2 separate regions of the Rattus norvegicus genome follow, and region 2 is linked to region 1. The links are chromatin contacts, called in public Hi-C maps. All regions are on one chromosome and are shown on one strand. Each heading gives the region's core, a stretch centred on a gene start, on an enhancer-like site or on the middle of the called end of the contact. The rest is flanking DNA. Distances are from core to core; before and after follow the strand shown.

Region 1 (2,957 bases), core at 331-2,830:
CACGTGGAAAAATATAGATGCTGGGACATCATCACTCCTGTTGTAATTTTTTTCTATATATAGTTTTTTTTTTTTTAATCTTGAGCCTCCCTGCCCCCTGTTGTCCCCTGTTGACAGTTTTGTACAGTTGGTGAGGATCTTACCTTGGCCCTGTGGGAGGGTTGTGGGCTGCCTGAAACCATGCACACATGGAAGAAATGTTTATCAAAGAGATCGGAGGGAAAATAAGCCCCTCCTCTTTAGCAAGCCCCTCCCCTTTAGCAAGCTCCTCCCATTTAGTAAACACTCCCCCGTCCCCCTCCCCCATCCTCCTTTCTTCTTTGTTTTTGTTTGTTTGTGTTTTGGGTTGTTTTGGTTTTGTTGTTTTGTCTTGTTTGGTTTTGTTTTTGAGACAGGGTCTTTCTGTGTAGCCCTGGCTGTCCTGGGACTCACTCTGTAGACCAGGCTAACCTGTAACTCAGAGAGCCACTTACCTCCTCCCTACCCCACCCCCCGCCCCTGGCATCGTAGCACGTACGTCCTGGGATTAAAAATGTGTGCCACCACTGTGCAGCCTGTGTCCTCTTCTCTAATTACTTTTCAAGAATTAATTTAACTGAGAATCGGGTGTGGTCCAGTGGTAGAACACTTGCCTAGCACGTGTGAGGTGCCATGTTCCACCCCCCCACATACAATTCAAACAACAGCAACAATTCCTACCCTGTGCGGAAGGTACTACAATAATCCCACTGTGCAGATAGGGAACCTGAGGCTGAAAGAGAGCTGGTCTCGGCTGAGTTGCAAAGCATAAATGATAAATGGCAGGGAGCTGTACAGCTTTATCTGTTACCTTCCAGCCATGTGGGGACAGAGAAGGTGGTAAGGGGTGAGCTGGCATGGTGGGCACAGCCCAGACCCTCTCTCTCTCTTCTCTTCAGTGGATGACGTTCAAGTTTCTTGCTACCGAACACTATGCAGTATCTACTCTCTGGGAACCACCAGGAACCCCTACGTGGAAAAGTAAGAAAAACGGGACAGATTATTGGGTTTATATAGGCACTTAGAGGCGATGGGGTGAAAGGAGAGGACATGTGAAGTGGAATGGGGGTGCAAAGCCGGACAAGGTAAAATCTTGAACTTGCCACTAAACTAGGGTAGCTGAAGTTCGCGCCAGAAGCCAAGAGAGGGCGCAAATTGCAAAGGCCAGGCAGAGAAACAGAGGCTGTGGGATCTGGGAGAGCGGGATCAGACTAAGGATGCTTGAGTGGCTTCTCTGGGGAACAAGCTTGACCTGGTAGGAGACGTGCAGAAACGGGGCAGCAGCTCGCTGGGGATCACGAGAGAGGAACATTTCAGTCTGCATACAAGTCTTTGTCAGGCACACAGAGAAGGGCACACGAGAGCGGCGCCTGCAACTCTGCTCCAGAGCGGACCAGTAGGGGCGCTCCTGTGCAGAATGGGGATGGAGCTCAAGACTATGGAGGGGCTCTTGGAAAATAACTGCTGCTCTCTTTCCAGGCTGCGGCCAGCCCTGGGGGAATGCCTGGCCCGCCTGGCCGCAGCCATGCCAGTGGCATTCCTGGAGCCTGAGCTGAATGAATACAACGCCTGCTCTGTCTACACCACCAAGTCTCCTCGAGAGCGGGCCAGTGAGTTGCGTGGACTGGGGCAGCTAGCTGTCAGGGTCACAGGAGAGCCACGTTCAGCGTGGAGTGCTCCCTAAATCTGGGCTGTGAGGGGCTGAGAATTCTCCAGGAAATAGTGTTCCACAACGGCCAGACCTTGAGGGGTTCAGGCCATGCTGTAAGGGGCCATCCGAAGCCACTCCACTGGGAGGATTGGGGGGGGTCAGAGATGAAGTTAGGCGCTATGAGGCGTGTTATGGAGTTGGTAACGTGAAGCTCAGGGAGGCAAGTGCCTTCATGAATACTTTTCATTCACAATTAGGGGCAAGACTCAGAGGTGGTGGCCACACAAGCCACAGGAAGACATCCTGTATTCTCAATCTTGGGGTTAGAACCAGGAGTGGGGTTCAGAGAATAGTCAGGAGACTTGTCCTTAGTCATGCTGGGCTCCCCAAACCGAGGTGGGTAGGGTGGCATGAGCTTGGACCCCAAAATCTGGAAGGTAAGATACTGAAGGGCCTTCTTCAGGGCCATCTCCACTCCTTAGAAAGTTCAAGGCCACCCTGGACTACATGAGACTCAGCACCCCACCCCCTTCAAAACAAAAAAAGAATAAATGGCTCACTTCCAGTCCACAGAATGGAACAGTGGGTGATGGACTGTGGGTTTCCAGAGACAAAACCGGAGTCTAGAGATCTGAGACCTAAAACTGAAGGCTCCAGATGGTGGAACTAGCCCAGGCCTTTCCTCTGAGCACTCTGGGGACTGAGATGGGAGGTACTGTCATGAGGCCCACCAGGATTGGAAAGCACTTTTTCCAGCTTGCCACATAACATACCGAGAGTTCAGGTGATTTTAGGAATGGAGGTGTTTAGGGCTCAAGGCTTGCACTTGACCCCATCTGGACAAAAAGTTGGGATTTTTGCCTCAGAAGTTCAGTGTGGAAGTCCCACGTCATTCCAGGCATGATGTCATATACCCTTACTCCTCTGACTCAGGAGGCAGAGGCTGGTGGATCTCTGTGAGTTCAAGGCCAACCTGGTCTACATAGTGAGTTCAAGGCCAGCCTGGTCTACATAGTGAGACCAAGTTCCATACCAGGGGTATCTTTTGGGGTTGGAGTCAAATCTTGCATTTGACTTTAGGGGTTAATAAGTGTGGAGAGGTAAAGTACTTGGGGGTCACGATTTCAGTGGGAGGCCGTGAAAGGTACCTGGGTTGGAAGGTGAGATGGGAGGGAGGGTCTTTTGGAGACTCTTCTAGGTATAAGGTGATTCATAGGTGTCAGGTGGGTCAGGGAAGGTAATGGATTGAGAGCTGGCATATCCTGACCCCTCCCTGCACCCCAGTCCT
Region 2 (2,957 bases), core at 130-2,629, 100 kb before region 1:
ACAGCTAGTCCAGTTCCTCTACTTGGTTTTTGTTTTTGTTTGTTTTTTGACAGTTTCCTTGTATAGCCCTGGCTGTCCTGGAACTCACTCTATAGACCAAACCTGCCTCTGCCTCCCTAGTTCTGTGATTAAAAGCGTATGCCACCACAACCTGGCTTGTTAACCGAGAATGGATGCATCAAGCCCTTTTAAGCACCTTAACATAAGGACTATAATCCTCACAGACACCTTTAAGAATGAGTGAAAGAGGGGTTGGGGATTTAGCTCAGTGGTAGAGCGCTTGCCTAGGAAGCGCAAGGCCCTGGGTTCGGTCCCCAGCTCCGGGGGGGGGAAAAAAAAAAAGAACCAAAAAAAAAAAAAAAAAAGAATGAGTGAAAGAGTGGGTGTGACACAAGCCTGTAGTCCTAGACCTTGGGAGGCTGGGAGGGTCTTAGACAGTGAGATCAGACTCCATTTAATTTATTAATGGCTGGAGAGGTAGCTCAGTGGTTAAGAAAGCACTGGTTCTTGCAGAAGACTTGGGTTTGGTTCCCAGCACCCATATGATGGTTTATAACCGCTTGGAACTCCAGTTGCAAGGGACCGTAAGACTAGTTTCTGTGGGCACAAGGTGTACGGGTGCGCATGTGAGTGTGTACACACTCACACACACACACACACACACACACAAACATTCATGCACATAAAATAAATTTAAAAGTATATATTGCCCTTGGACCCCAATCGAAAACCAGTTTGGCAAGAACATGAGCTGGCAAATAAAGTCCAGTCCCATCGGCTTGCCTCTCCCCCAGGATGTAGTCTCTTAATGGCATCTGCTTCCTCTGCCTACAAAGGCAGAGAGGATGGCTAGCATTGGAACCCACTGTGAGATGGAAGGAGGGCCTGGCTGTGGTGGGAGAGTGGATGTGAAGGTGTGCTGATAGTCTAATCCTAAAGTGGAAGAAAAGGAAACAAATTGGACGGGGTGCACTAAAACCAAAAGGCAGCTGGGCGTGTCACATGCCTGTCAACCAGCAAACCGAAGGAAAAAGCAGGACCAAGAGGCCAGCCCGAGCTACATATATGTATACATCGAGACCCTGCCTCCAAAACATTTAAATGTAAAAAAGCAGAGGGGAGAGGTAAACAAGTTGCCTTTTGCTTTTACGTGCCCGACAGTAGGGACACTCAAGTCTCTTGCGACCTCGGGGATCCAAACCTCAAGCTGTAATATTTACAACCCTGGACAAGTTACATGAAGGTCGCGCGTGGCGCGCACCAAGCTAATAGGAGCGCCGAAGCGCCTTCGCACGAGAATGTGATTGGATAAAGACGGGGGAGCGGGAGGAGGCGGAGAGAGGAGGGGGCGGAGCCTGTCTCAGGCGGAAGGGGGCGCGCTCACGGGGTCGCAGGCGGAGTTGCTATGGATGGGGCCGCGGTAGCCAGTGACCTGCTGACACTGGGGTAAGGGATTTTGCGGTTTGGCCTGGGGCACGGGAAGGGCGCACTCTCCTGGATACGCGGAAGCAGAGGGACTCGCACTGACGCGCGCCCCGCCGCAGGTACGATGCCCTCCCAGAGGGGGCGTCTCGGGGCCCCGCGTGTGCGGACTTCAGGGCGCTGTGCGCGCGACTGGCGGCGGAGCTGACGACTCTGGGAGCTGTGGAGCGGCGAGAGGAGGGCACCGCGGTTCTCGGCGCCGGCCACGGTGCGTGAAATGCTGGGTGGACGGCGGGTGGAGCCGCGGAACCCGCTGCTCCCTGATGGCTTCTTCCTCCCGCAGGCCCGGACGCAGAGGAAGAGTTCCTGCGGCAGTTGGCTGGCCTGCTGCGGGCGTTGCACTGCCCGGATCGCGCGCTCTGCGGCGGAGACTGCGCCACCATGCTGCGGGAGCCCGGTGGCGGCCTGCGCCTGCTGCGTGAGCAAGCCGGAAAGGCGCGGGGGAGGCGGCGGTGGGCGGGGCCCCTGAAGGGGGCGGGCTCGCACTCTGAGACTGGACTCTCAGGGGCGTGGCCAAAGCTTTGTGCTGAGCTTGAAGGCCACAGCTAGAGAGACTGGTTCGGGCTGGGTTAGAATTCTGACTAGGGCCTCTGAAAGCTTTAATGCGTTGAGTTAAACGCCAGTCGGTTGGTTCTGAAGTGGACTCACACCCTCCAGTGTAAGCGGATGAGGCTTACTCTGGGGGAGGGGCCAAGGTTCTGGTTGGGCATTGACCTACTCCTATTTCTAGGGTTTCTTTGCTCTGAGCTCCAGGCTGCTCGCCTCTTGCATCTAAAGCTCCAGCGTGATCCTAGCCCTGTGCCGTCCTTTGGAGAAGGCACGAAGGAGGGAAATGACGTGGTTCAGGAACTGATGCTAACTCTTAAAGCCCTGGGGCTACCTAGACCCCTGCGTGGAACCCTGGCTAGCCAGCTACTTCGGGAGTTTCATGACAAGGTAGAGAGACAGAGACCCCTCTTGAGGTACCTTACTTGTGGAGAGGACCCCAAACCAGCGCTAGAAAGTATGACCCAACCACAGGGACCATTCTTTCTAATTCGCTTTTGCTGTGATAAAACACTGACCAAAGCCATCTCGGGGAGGAAACGGTGTGTTTCCCTTTACAAGTTACAGCCCATCATTGAAGGAACCCAAGGCAGGAACTCAAGCCTCAAGCCGACCATGCAGGAACGCCGTTTACTAGCTCATGCCTTCTGGCTTGGTCAGCTTATCTCTTTTGTGCAGCCAGGCCCAACTACAAAGGGACAGCACTGTCCAGAGGGGCTAGGCCCTCCTATTAATGCCTCTGAGACCTGGGTTCACACGGCTGAGGGGAAACTAGACCCCTTGAAAACATCCATCCTGTTTGTGTCTCACTGGCTTCCAATGATTCTCCCCCCAGATCTCTGAGCTGCTGCCTGCCCTGCCCCCAGAGTCCATGAAGCCCCTTCTTAACTCGCCACTGGATGCATCTCGATGGGTGAGGGCATGTGTCG

The links. A called contact is a pair of places that touch in the nucleus more often than the background predicts.
Region 2: a contact with region 1 is called in a Hi-C map of Schwann cells, with 1.8 times the contacts expected there. The contact joins the promoter of Fam98c here to the enhancer-like site in region 1.

Annotation. Positions count from the first base shown.
Region 1 is chr1:93,478,229-93,481,185 of GRCr8, reverse strand. Ryr1 (ryanodine receptor 1) reads left to right here. Exons shown (of 106, transcript NM_001419537.1): 64 at 918-999; 65 at 1,498-1,628; 66 at 2,954-2,957. All of the region lies in intron 1 of LOC103689966 (MARCKS-related protein-like), which reads right to left. Among named protein-coding and RNA genes, the nearest start is that of Ryr1, 72 kb to the left of the region's middle. Within about 2 kb of position 1,580, at least 6 of the 93 cell types and tissues checked have an H3K27ac peak or open chromatin away from gene starts, as enhancers often do. A contact at or near this core is called in Schwann cells, where this site is marked.
Region 2 is chr1:93,582,253-93,585,209 of GRCr8, reverse strand. Fam98c (family with sequence similarity 98, member C) reads left to right here and starts at 1,379. Exons shown (of 8, transcript NM_001198584.1): 1 at 1,379-1,446; 2 at 1,545-1,690; 3 at 1,766-1,900; 4 at 2,213-2,418; 5 at 2,864-2,941. The coding sequence starts at 1,406. The region is part of intron 1 of LOC103689966 (MARCKS-related protein-like); the gene reads right to left.